Linked DNA regions of Mus musculus: region 2 is linked to region 1. A link is a contact called in public promoter capture Hi-C data. All regions are on one chromosome and are shown on one strand. The core of a region is the stretch at or near the end of the contact, and the rest is flanking DNA. Distances in the headings are between cores, read along the strand shown. Region 1 holds the start of Ace2 (angiotensin I converting enzyme (peptidyl-dipeptidase A) 2). Region 2 overlaps Asb11 (ankyrin repeat and SOCS box-containing 11).

Evidence for each region. Promoter capture Hi-C pulls out the DNA fragments that hold promoters and counts their contacts.
Region 2: a promoter capture Hi-C map of the C10 cell line shows a contact between it and region 1, with 3 times the contacts expected there. The contact joins the enhancer-like site here to the promoter of Ace2 in region 1. A contact is called at or near these places in 10 of 39 promoter capture datasets (the C10 cell line, embryonic stem cells, frontonasal cranial neural crest and 6 more) and 4 of 9 other capture datasets (adipose tissue, liver, macrophages and 1 more).

The regions. Positions count from the first base shown.
Region 1 is chrX:164,137,514-164,143,154 of GRCm38.p6, reverse strand. It overlaps Ace2 (angiotensin I converting enzyme (peptidyl-dipeptidase A) 2), which reads right to left and starts at 2,675. Exons shown (of 18, transcript NM_027286.4): 1 at 2,308-2,675. The coding sequence starts at 2,493.
Region 2 is chrX:164,442,541-164,448,041 of GRCm38.p6, reverse strand. It overlaps Asb11 (ankyrin repeat and SOCS box-containing 11), which reads right to left. Exons shown (of 7, transcript NM_001313737.1): 2 at 2,234-2,313. Among named protein-coding and RNA genes, the nearest start is that of Asb11, 8.3 kb to the right of the region's middle. Within about 2 kb of position 1,756, at least 24 of the 459 cell types and tissues checked have an H3K27ac peak or open chromatin away from gene starts, as enhancers often do.

The DNA.
Region 1 (5,641 bases), core at 1,426-3,925:
CATTCAAAGGAGGGTCTGAACCCAGGTTGTTTGTCCCAACTTTGTACTCACTATGTGATGGTCACATTCCGTGTCAATTCGTTGCCCTTATAGCACAGCATATTTCAGTAACCTCCTCTAATGCCTGGCCACTGCCTAGCATATAAGAGAATTGCAACACATAAAACTAGGAGAGAATGGGAAGAGGGACCATCTTCCTCCCCCACAAGTGCCTCCCTCTTTAGGCACGCTCACACCAGTTCACCTAAGCGCTTTAGTGCACCATTGACCACTCTGGTGAAGGGGGCTATGGAGGCCCTTGTCATTTTTCTTTCACTTAAATGTTCTTTTTTTTTTTTTTCACTTTAAAGGCTGCACACTTTTTTCCGGTTTAAAACAGCTGATCATTCATACTCTCCCATTTCTAGTTTTGCTCTAATCAACCTGTATAATTAAAAATGATAACATTCGGACTGGTGAGATGGCTCAGCGGTTAAGAGCACCGACTGCTCTTCCAAAGGTCCTGAGTTCAAATCCCAGCAACCACATGGTGGCTCACAACCATCCGTAACGAAATCTGATGCTCTCTTCTGGAGTGTCTGAAGACAGCTACAATGTACTTACATATAATAAATAAATAAATAAATAAATAAATAAATCTGTTTAAAAAAATGGTAACATTCTCTCTCTCTCTCTCTTTTTTTTTGCACTAAGCCAAACCCCAACATCATAATAATCTCAGAGATGGTTTCAGCAAACAGCATTACATCTCACTCTATAATAGGACTTCTGTATATGTAGGTCCTTTAAAGAGCTATTATGTACCTTTTCAAAAACCCTAACTCCTTTCAACACTAATAAAGATGATATCTTCATTTTCTCCTAACCCTACAAGCATCACACATTCTTCTGGTATCTTTGTATACTCGATGAAGTATATGTGAGTGTTATTTTTCAACTAAGACTGGGGTAGAAAGGTGGCTCGATGGTTAAGGATATGTACTTCCCTTGCAGAGGTTGCAAGTTGCCAGCATCTAGGTCTGGTGGCACACAATAGCCTGCTGCACCACTCCTGGGGGTTCCAATATCTCTGACCTTCATGGGCATCTATACTTATATTCGGGAGCACACACACATACACATAGTTTTAAAATTAAAATACATCTTAAAACAAAAAGTAACTAAGACCCAGACTGTCCATTTAATGAATTCAAGTTTACCCAGCTAAAAAGTGGTACAGCCAGGATCTGGATGTCAGCTCCAGGCTAGGCTTTCAAGTATAATATTAGTCTCACCTTGAACCATTCAGCTCAGAAAATCTACAGTACACGTTGGTGATCTCCAACAGAAATAAAATAAAAACTGAGGGGAAAAAAAGTTACACTAAAAACAACACCGGTAAGACCAAACTATTAGAGCAGTTAAAAGCAACTCATTTGGCAACTACATTGTCAAAGTCTCTGTGGTTTCTTAAATTTTAGAAAACTGGGAGGGGGCATAGAATTTCAAAGGAAACAGGCATCCTCAGACCCACTCTGTTCTATGAATGGCAATAATTTAAACACACAGCCCCCTGATCATTTAAAAGACAGGAAGTTTTGAAGCTACCGTTTTGAAGGAAAGCATTGCTGGAAGAAGAAAAAAAAGAGTCTTTTCTTAAATAGTTGCTCAATTTTCCACCACTTAACTATACTTAAAAGGCACTTCAGGATCAGTGAGAAAAAAAAAAGTTCTAAGTCCTTGCACTTGTCAAACAAAATATGCTGCTTTCCCAGAGTAGGCTGAGATTTTTTGGGACTAGTTTAATTATAGCTTTTCTTCTGTGACCTTTGGAAATTCCTCAGAGCTCTGTGTCAATGAAAGAAGGAATTCCCAGGTCCAGTTTCACCTAAGCCATGGTTACCTTAATTACTAAGCTGCTGCCTTCAGTAAACCCCAGTTGCATTTTTCAGTTAATATGTCATTTGTAGTTCTCGGATAGACCTGTTGGCATTATAAGCTAAAGAAAATTATTGGCTCAATAACGACTTAGAACATTTCCATGAATGCTTTACATACCAAATATAATGAGAATAGTGATGGCAACTTTATTAAACATTTTCACTCATCTTTGGAATCTGGGCAAATAATTCATTCATAACAATTTTCCAGATGAACTCTAAGGTCAATTGAATTTAGCCATCTGGGAGACTAGGATCAGAGCTACAGAGGCAGTCACTCATCCTCACACTTGAGAGATCTCTATGATTTCCTTATCCAGTTTTATAGGCAGTAATTCTGATCTTTAAGAAGCAATCAATAACCCCCTGGGTAGCCTCAAGAACTTACCATCTTTTGGGCATTTTCTTCAGTAATGTTAGTATTATAATTCCAAGAAGCAAGTGAACTTTGATAAGACAGGTCTTCAGCTTCCTGATTAAAGTTGTTTAAAAATGTCTTGGCATTTTCCTCGGTGAGGGACTGAGCAGTAGTAACAGCAACAAGGCTGAGAAGGAGCCAGGAGGAGCTGGACATCTTTCCCCGTGCGCCAAGATCCCATCCACTGAGCAACTTTCCCTAGAGTAAAATCTCTTCATGAGTTTTTCTCTCTCATCAGCCTTTGAACTTGGGTTGGGCACTGAGAAGAGAAGAAAAAAAAAGCAGAAGAAGAAACAGAAGAGAACAGTAAACAAGCTGCTGGACCAATATGAAGTTAATCCTGGAGAGGACAGATATGTAAACAGATATTTTAGAATGATTTTTTTAAGTAAACTAAATAAAGACATGTTATTCATTAATCCTAGAAAACCTTAGCTTTGCTAACATTTTATGGCCAAATCAAAACCTGGACATTTAGTTAATATGTTCCTTAAAAGCTGTTAAAGATACACTGGAGGAGGAGGGTGTACTATGATTTTACTATAACAGAAAGGGCTAGACTTAGAAATCATGGGACACATATTGGAACTTATAGCCTTTTCTGACAATTCTATCAATAAGCTATCCATCCTCTCCCTCTCTCCTTTCTCTCTTTCTTGGTGTTTTTAGACAGTTCCTCTCTGTAGCCTTGGCTGTCCTGGAACTCCCTCTGTAGACTAGGCTAGCCTCAAACTCAAGAGATCTGCTTTCCTCTGCCTCCTGACTGCTGGGATTAAAGGTGTGCACCACAACCACCTGGCTGAATCTTTTTTTTCTTTTTAAGAATCCTATAAAAACGAAGGCAAAGGTACTTATTTGTAAAGGAAGCTGTTCACCAAAGAAGTGAGCTTTTGCAAGCATTCACTTAAAATTAATGGAGAGAATGGGGCAGGGCAGTGGTGGTCCATGCCTTTAATCCCAGCACTCAGGAGACAAAGGAAGGAAGATCTCTGAGTTTGAGGACAGCTTTGTCTACCAATCAAAGACAGCTAGAGCTATACAAAGAAACCCTGTCTCTAAAAATTAAAAATAAATTCATTTCTCTGCCCATTTAAAAAATTATAAGACTCTTCTCCACTCCATAGGGAGTTTGATGCTTCCTGTGTGGCTTTGGTAAAGTTTCAAGCAGTCATTTTCTATTTCTCAGGAGACATGCTAAACTCTAGTCCTACAGCTGACTTTATCAGGTGCCTCTTTCCCTTTCACTTACCTGCTTACAACTCAGCTGAGAACTCAAGGAAGTAATAATGACTCTGCATTATGAAATCCAAAGCGCATCCATGACAAGTCCTTGGCATCCATAGGCATGGGATCGTGGAAATATGAACTCCAAAGCAATTTTAATGGTTATCCTGGTGAAGTTCAGCAGCTGGCTCCGTGTCCTCATTCCCAGAGTGTAAGAGAGGAGCCACTTTAAATGGCAGGGCTCATGGGCCTGCTTGATTATGATTATGAAACCTTCACACAGAGCAAACCTTTCTCCATCCAGAAAAACAAGTCTTCCAGGTTCAGAAGAAATGCTAATAACCAAGCCTGAAAAATAATTCCACTACTTCGCTTTATTCTAAACCTGGGCAGACAATTGTAGAATAAGAAAAAGCAGTAATTGCTCAAAGTGCTTTGTGTTGTAACATTTTATTTAAGCATCACAATATACCTGTGGGCAAATATTTACATCACCATTTTACAGAGTGTGAAACTGAGCTTAAGTAGCTAAACCTCTATAGCTGTCTCTTGTGAGACCATGCCAGGGCCTAGTAAACACAGAAGTGGATGCTCACAGTCAGCTATTGAATGAACCACAGGGCCCCCAATGGAGGAACTAGAGAAAGCACCCAAGGAACTAAAGGGAACTGCAACCCTATAGGTGGAACAACAATATGAACTAAGCAGTACCCCGGAGCTCTTGTCTCTAGCTGCATATGTATCAAAAGATGGCCTAGTCGGCCATCACTGCAAAGAGAGACCCATTGGACTTGCAAACTTTATATGCCCCAGTACAGGGGAAAGCCAGGGCCAAAAAGGGGGAGTGGGTGGGTAGGGGAGTGGGGGTGGGTGGGTATGGGGGACTTTTGGTATAGCATTGGAAATGTAAATGAGCTAAATACCTAATAAAAAATGGGGGAAAAAGTAGCTAAACCTCACTAGGCTAATAAGGAGTGGAAGCAGGCCCTGGATCCAGGCTGTCTGGCTCTAGAGTACAGGCTCCTAGCTACGTTGTATGTTACAGTGTAGAAGAGCAGGACTGGAGCCATACATAGCTAAAGGAGAAAGACTTACTTCCCTAATGAAGATGATGGATTTGGTTCTACAACATCAAATGAGAATCAAGATAAAGCAGGGAGGAAATTTTCAATAAATAAATAAATTAATTAAATGGCAGGAGAGAAGAGCTGGTGTAGATGTGGCAATGATGCTTTTCCAAGCACAGAAATCTGTGATCTCCTTGCTTCTCGCGAGCTTAAAGGGGTGGGGGTGGGGGGCGCGGGAGGAAACGGCCAACACAATGGGGCACAGCATGTAAGTCCCCGAACATGAACAATGTGTGAGAAAAAGCTGAAAGAAACCTCTAGTAGCTCAGAACACTTCCTGAGTGAACTGCTTGGGGTTAGGACTGAGAACAGAGCAGTTCAAACTCAGTTTACTGAGAGAGAAAACGTAGAAGCAAGATACAGAATCCAAGCTAAAAGTAGAAGGACCAGAAGACTGAAATAGAGATGAGGCAGGAAAATGGCGGAAACCAAAAAACTTGGAGCAGCAAGGGAAATGGTGAGCTACTACGATACTAGCCTGCGACGGCCAACAGCAAGTATGCACTGAACTGCTGGGATTTGGGTTCACTCTTCATTGAGAAGATAGGGATACTCTGTTCCCTAGGAGTATTATCTTTGTGCCCATTCTGAGACTAGAAAGGACCCTCTAGAGATGGAGAGCATGTGACCCAGGAAAACAACTGGCCTCAAGGAACATATCATCTTTAAGGAAAGGGAAGCAGAAAAAAAAAAAAAAGGATTGAGATGACTAGACAGGCAAGAAAGCTATTCTAACTTTGAAAAACGTTGGAGTTGGGGTGTGTCTGATAAAAACACAGAGAGTTTGACCTTGATGCTTAACAAAATTGTAAAACATAATTTTTATTATGTGACTAGTAAGCAGTTGGAAAATGTCTATTTGGTCCATAAGGGATTTTCTAAGAGATCAGGTACTGCCTCCCTGTCTACTCCTCTAATGAAAGCATACAATCTGTTTTTCATATAAGAAAAAT
Region 2 (5,501 bases), core at 507-3,006, 310 kb before region 1:
GTTCTAGGACAGCCACGGCTACACAGAGAAACCCTGTCTCAAAAAAACAAAACAAAACAAAAAAAAAAAAACAAACAGGAGCTCTCTGTGGTAGGACATTTGACTAGCTCATGGAAGACCTGAGGTTCCGTAATCAGCATCTAAGAAAACTGTCCTGTGCTGAAGAGATAAGTCAGTGGGAAAGAATTGCCCAGCACATGTGAGGTCCTGGGTTCAGTCAGAAACACAATTAAGGAGAAGTGTCTTCCTATCTCATCTTGTCACCATTTAATGTATTTTCTATTTATTTCCCTTTTATTTTTTTCCTTTATCATTGGTAATGGTTCTGTTTTCCTTTTCTCTCTACTTGCACTTTTAAAATATTTCTGAAGTTCTGGAGCTCAAATGGAGAGCCTTGATGCTGATTTTGACTTTTTAAGAAACGACACATCTCTGAAGCTGGAGATGGATGTGAATTGGTAACATAATTGCCTAGCTTGCATGAAAACCGGGTTTGAGCCTCAGCCCAACGTAAGTCGGGTGTGGTACATGCTTTTAATTCCAGAACCTTCAAAGTGCAAGCAGGAAGATTAGAAGTTCAAAGTCATGTTGTGTTGCATCTAGCAAGCTGGAGACTAGCCTGGGATATGTGAGACCCTGTCTCAAAAATAAGGGGCTGGGGGGATGGCTTGGCAGGTAAGGGCATTTATCGCCAAACCCGATAACCTAAGTTGATCCCTGGTACCCATGTGATAAAGAGAACCACTCCCCCAGAACTATCTGCTAAATGTTCACCATGGCATGCTCTTTCACCCCATACATACACACAGAAATCAATAAATATTTGGAGCAAAAAGGGTATTTAAAAGCCAAAGGCAAAACCAAACAGAAATAACAAATCATTTTAAAAGGGAACCACATGCTCAAACTATCACTATCCCCACTGCTTAAATCCAAAGGAGGAAGAAATGCCTAAATGGCAAGGTGATAGAGAGAACATGGGAAAGAAAGCAGTGACTCATTTCCGCCGCTCACATGCAGAGTCCAAAACAAAGAAAGCACATGCGGGGTATACTCTTATTTATTTCATAACTCTTTACTCAGATATTCATTCAACATGCAGGAGATACAATCACCAATATAAACACAGAATTGTTAGTGGCTAAGACTTCACTAAATCTTCCCCAAGGCCTAAGATTTATTGAGAGCCTAGTCTTGAACTGTGCATTGTTGCAGTGGGGCAGCCTCTTATATGGTACCCAGTGATGCCCAGTTCCTAATCCTGCCTCACTTGGATAATGCTTTGTCCTTTACTGTGAGCAGCACTTACAGACTTTACATCAAATGAATGCAGTATGGTAGGAAGAGAAATGATGTCAGATCAAAGCAGGCTCAAAGAGTTAAAAAGAAAAAAACCAAAATCAAACCATGAGGGTGCTGGAGAGATAGCTCAACAGAGAAGAGCACTGTGTTCTCTTTCAGAGGACCCAGGGTTCAGTTCCCAGCACCCACATGGTAGGTAGCTCACAGCTTTCAGTAGCTCCAGTCCCAGAGGATCCATCGCCCTCTTCTGGCTGCCGAGGGCACTGCATGCACATGGTCCAAGGCCATATATGCAGGCAAAACACCCATACACATAAAATTAAAATAAAGTTGTTGTTTTTTTCTAATGTGACTTCCTTCTTAGGTACCTTCTCTGGAGAAATTCAGCTGCTATCTCATAACACCGCCCTGTGGTGAAACCCAAGTGATCTCGTGTGAAAACCGATCTCCCCTCCCTGCACCATGAGTCATGGTATGACCTAGCTGCCACTCCACTGCCGGGAAGCTGCACCCTGAGCCCTTAGAAACTTCGAGAATCCAATTATTTGTTGTTGACTGAAGTTACCAAGTTTCGAGGTGATTCATAGGACACCAGTCGCCTACAAATGCAATCTCAAGACGGATGTCACTAATGCAAACTGGGAGAGCATGAGATGAGTTAACATAAATTTAGGGATCCCCTTTTTTGTCTTTGGGAGGGAAACTTCCTGCTGGGAAAAGAAGGACCCAGAATGAAAAGGAGGAGAACTAGAAAGAAAACGAAGTAGTTCCTAGAGAAAGCAGAAGCGAGAGGAACACATGGGGGAGAGGGGCGAGGATGGAGATGCGGAAATGGCTGTGCTGGCCCTGAGCACAGCTATGGCCAAAGTTAATACGGAGTGATTCTAGATTAAAGCAACGGCACGGAAGGCAGAGTCTTTAGTTTACTTACTTGCGCAATTAAAGTTTTAAGAGCCAGTAAGCGTCCCTGGGCTGCAGCCTCATGGAGTGGGGATCGATCAGCCCAGCAGTCTGAAAGACAAATAAGCTACCGATCAACATCTGAAGACTTTTTCCTGAAGGTGTTCGTGCTGCCCACCCACTGTGGGCAGCAAACATTAGGCCTTATCAAATACAGGGAACAGAGCACAGTGGCTCCTGGTGCCTTTCCACAGGCAGTTTTAACAAGAAATACTTTTTTTTCTTTTTTTTTTCAAATAAAAAAAAGCCGAAGGCTGGTCCCTGTCAAGTGCAGGACTAAGGGACCAGTTTATTATTTCCAGTAACTCACGTCGTCTCCATTCATACCCCAAAATCCAATGTCTGTGTATTACACAGTAAATCTGAAGAGATATAGAAAAGAGGACTGGAATATGGCTCAGTAGAAGAACATTTAGCCAGCGTGTGCAAAGCCCAGAGAGAGAGAGAAAGAGAAGGTTTTCCTGAATTGCCGAGGTAATTTTCTCTGGTTCTTTTGATAATGCTATCTATGTATTTTAATGTAAAATATCCCTTTTCAGATGGCGTGATCCCCAAAAGCAACCCTAGGAAGCTGTGCACATGGGGCCCATGGAGCCAGACTGCCAGGACTCAAGTCCCACTTGGACTACTCTCTGCTAAGAGCAGTGTGTTGCGGAAGCATTTCAATCTCAATTTTCTTATCTGAAAACCAGAGATATAGTAATCTACTATTTGGCAGGGCTCTCAGAAGACCAACCCAAGTACATCCACACAGTTGGGTGCTCAAGGCCATTTCTGACCAATAAGTAGACATTGCAGAGCAGTTCTCTAAGGGACAGCCTCCAAACTAGTTTAGGAATGTTTGTTTGTTTGTTTGTTTGTTTTCTGTAATTGTTTCTGTCACTAAGTCTAACTAGCTTCAATGGTCATTTAAGAAGTAACCATATATGAAAAATGTCAAAGGATAATCTTTTGTTTTGGAAGTAGACCTGCTCCTGTTTACAAATTCTGTGCATTTTTCAAACCCCAGACCAGAGGAGAGGAGAAAAGAAAATATAATGTATAATATTATGGCCTGTAACATCTTCTAGAAAGGAAGAAAGGAAGGGTAGAAGATGACTCAAAAGAACTTTTTCCAGTCAAATATTGGACAATTTGCACATCAAAGTAAGCAACGACAGTAAGAAGATACATGTCATCAAGACAGGAACTTGTAAATCCTTGCTGATATAAATAATACATCAATATGGACAATATGCTTCTTCCTAAAAGACACTAGCTGAGAAAAATGTGGAAGAAATCACAGGATCAGGCTTAAATTATGGCTGTACTAATTATAAAGGGAAGGTACATGATATTGCACTAGAAAAAAAATGTAGAAACAATCTTGACTCACACAGAAAAACAAGCATTGCTAAAACACATTGGCATAGCATGCCATAAGGTTGAATGCGATGAGCCGCAACATATGTCATCAGAGGAAAGGCAATATAAGAGCACGCGGTCATCCTCTGTGCACTATTCGTGTCCCCAAAGCATAGTCTCTTAGGAACACACATTGAAGCAACTCACATTGAGGGGCATTCTATAAATGAATTGGCCTGGAGCCAGTGGCAAGGGAGATGGAGACTCAAGGGAAGTGTGGGAGGCAAGACATGATATCTGAAAGCTCTTTGACCTTGTGTGGGCCCCCTTTGCTTGAGAAGATATTAATGGAACAGTTAGCTAAACATAAATGGAGGGCTTTGGCAGAGGAATGGGAATTCCTTGTACTGATCTTGTAGCTCTTCGGTTAAAACTAGCTCCAGAAAACAACTTTGAACCAAGAGAAAAATAAATAGATAAAAATTGTTTGCCATCTCATACTCCTGCTGGGAATGTGAAATACTTTTATAATAAAGAAAAAAAAAGCACAAAAGTATTTAATATAGACAAACATATGCTGTGCTTTTTATATACCTCCACTGATTTCTGAGTTGGCTCCAAGCTGGCAAATGTGACAGTTTACTTAAAAGAGAAGTGCTTCCTACTATACCCCTCCCTTCTCCCCCTCTTAGGGTTTCCAGGGAACACCTGAAATTGAGGTGAACTGCTTTTGGAGGACAGGACCTTTGCAAGGCTGACAGACGGTGGGGGGGGACTAGTCAAGTTGAGGAGAAGTACATAGGGTGGATTTGCCTTTCCAGTGGTTCTGAAGGGACACGCAAATTAACACCTTCAAACAAGTTTCCCCAAGAGCAAAAAATTATGCCACGGAGCAAAATGGAGCCAAACGTACTCCCTCCATGCCAGTGAAACAGAATGACAATGTTAATGATGGACATAAGAGGGAGAATGAACTTTTAAGTCAAAGTAACCAGGAAATTTTATTGAAATTTTTTTTGTTGTTGTATATATAGTTTACATCTTGTGGACCTTCCTTGGCAAGCCACCATTAACAATGAAAAGTAAATTCGGAGACTTGACTCATTTATGATTCTTTATACTGTGTCCTTGTTTTCCTTTACTGAATTCTGTAGCATTTCATGCCATGTCTGCGTAGAAATACTAGCTGCAAATCAATTTCATGAAATTCTTAACTTAGAGGACCGAACGCAGCTGGGGAGCAGAATATTTCTAAACCTCTTTACCATCTCTTTGCATATGATCTCTAGTCTCCCTCTCATACATCTCCACCTAAGGCCTTGGCAGATGTGCTTCGGACACGCTGGATGTGAACACAGACACTGGAAGATTTGAAACCAGTCCTTACGCACGCTAGCAGCTCAGCAGCTGGAGCCACGGAAGCAGCAAAATCTTCAGTGTAACTTTGGCATTCTGTTCTTCTAACAAGGAGTTAGTCAACCCCCGAAGCCTGAGGAACTACAGGTGAAATATTTCTATTCGAAAGATCAAAATCTAGAGCACTCCAAAATCTAAAGCTTTCGGAGTGCTGATACACCACCACCATGCATAAAAAATGCCACCCTGCAAAGCTCAGCTTCATTCCCCCCAAATGATTTAATATGTTACATGAAATTTCACAAATGAATTTAGTATTTAAAAGCTAAGGTCCCCTTCCCCAAGCTATCAAATTTTCTGAATTCTGGGAGAGAAAAAAAAATCTGAAATCTAAAACTTCTGGTTCCAAGCATTTTGTGTAAGGAGACTTGACCTGTAGAGGTAACCTGTTCAAACATAAAAACAAGATTTAAGCAGCCACATACTCTTAAAAGAATTAGCTTAGGCTATCAACATGAAATACATTTGTGATTCCTAAA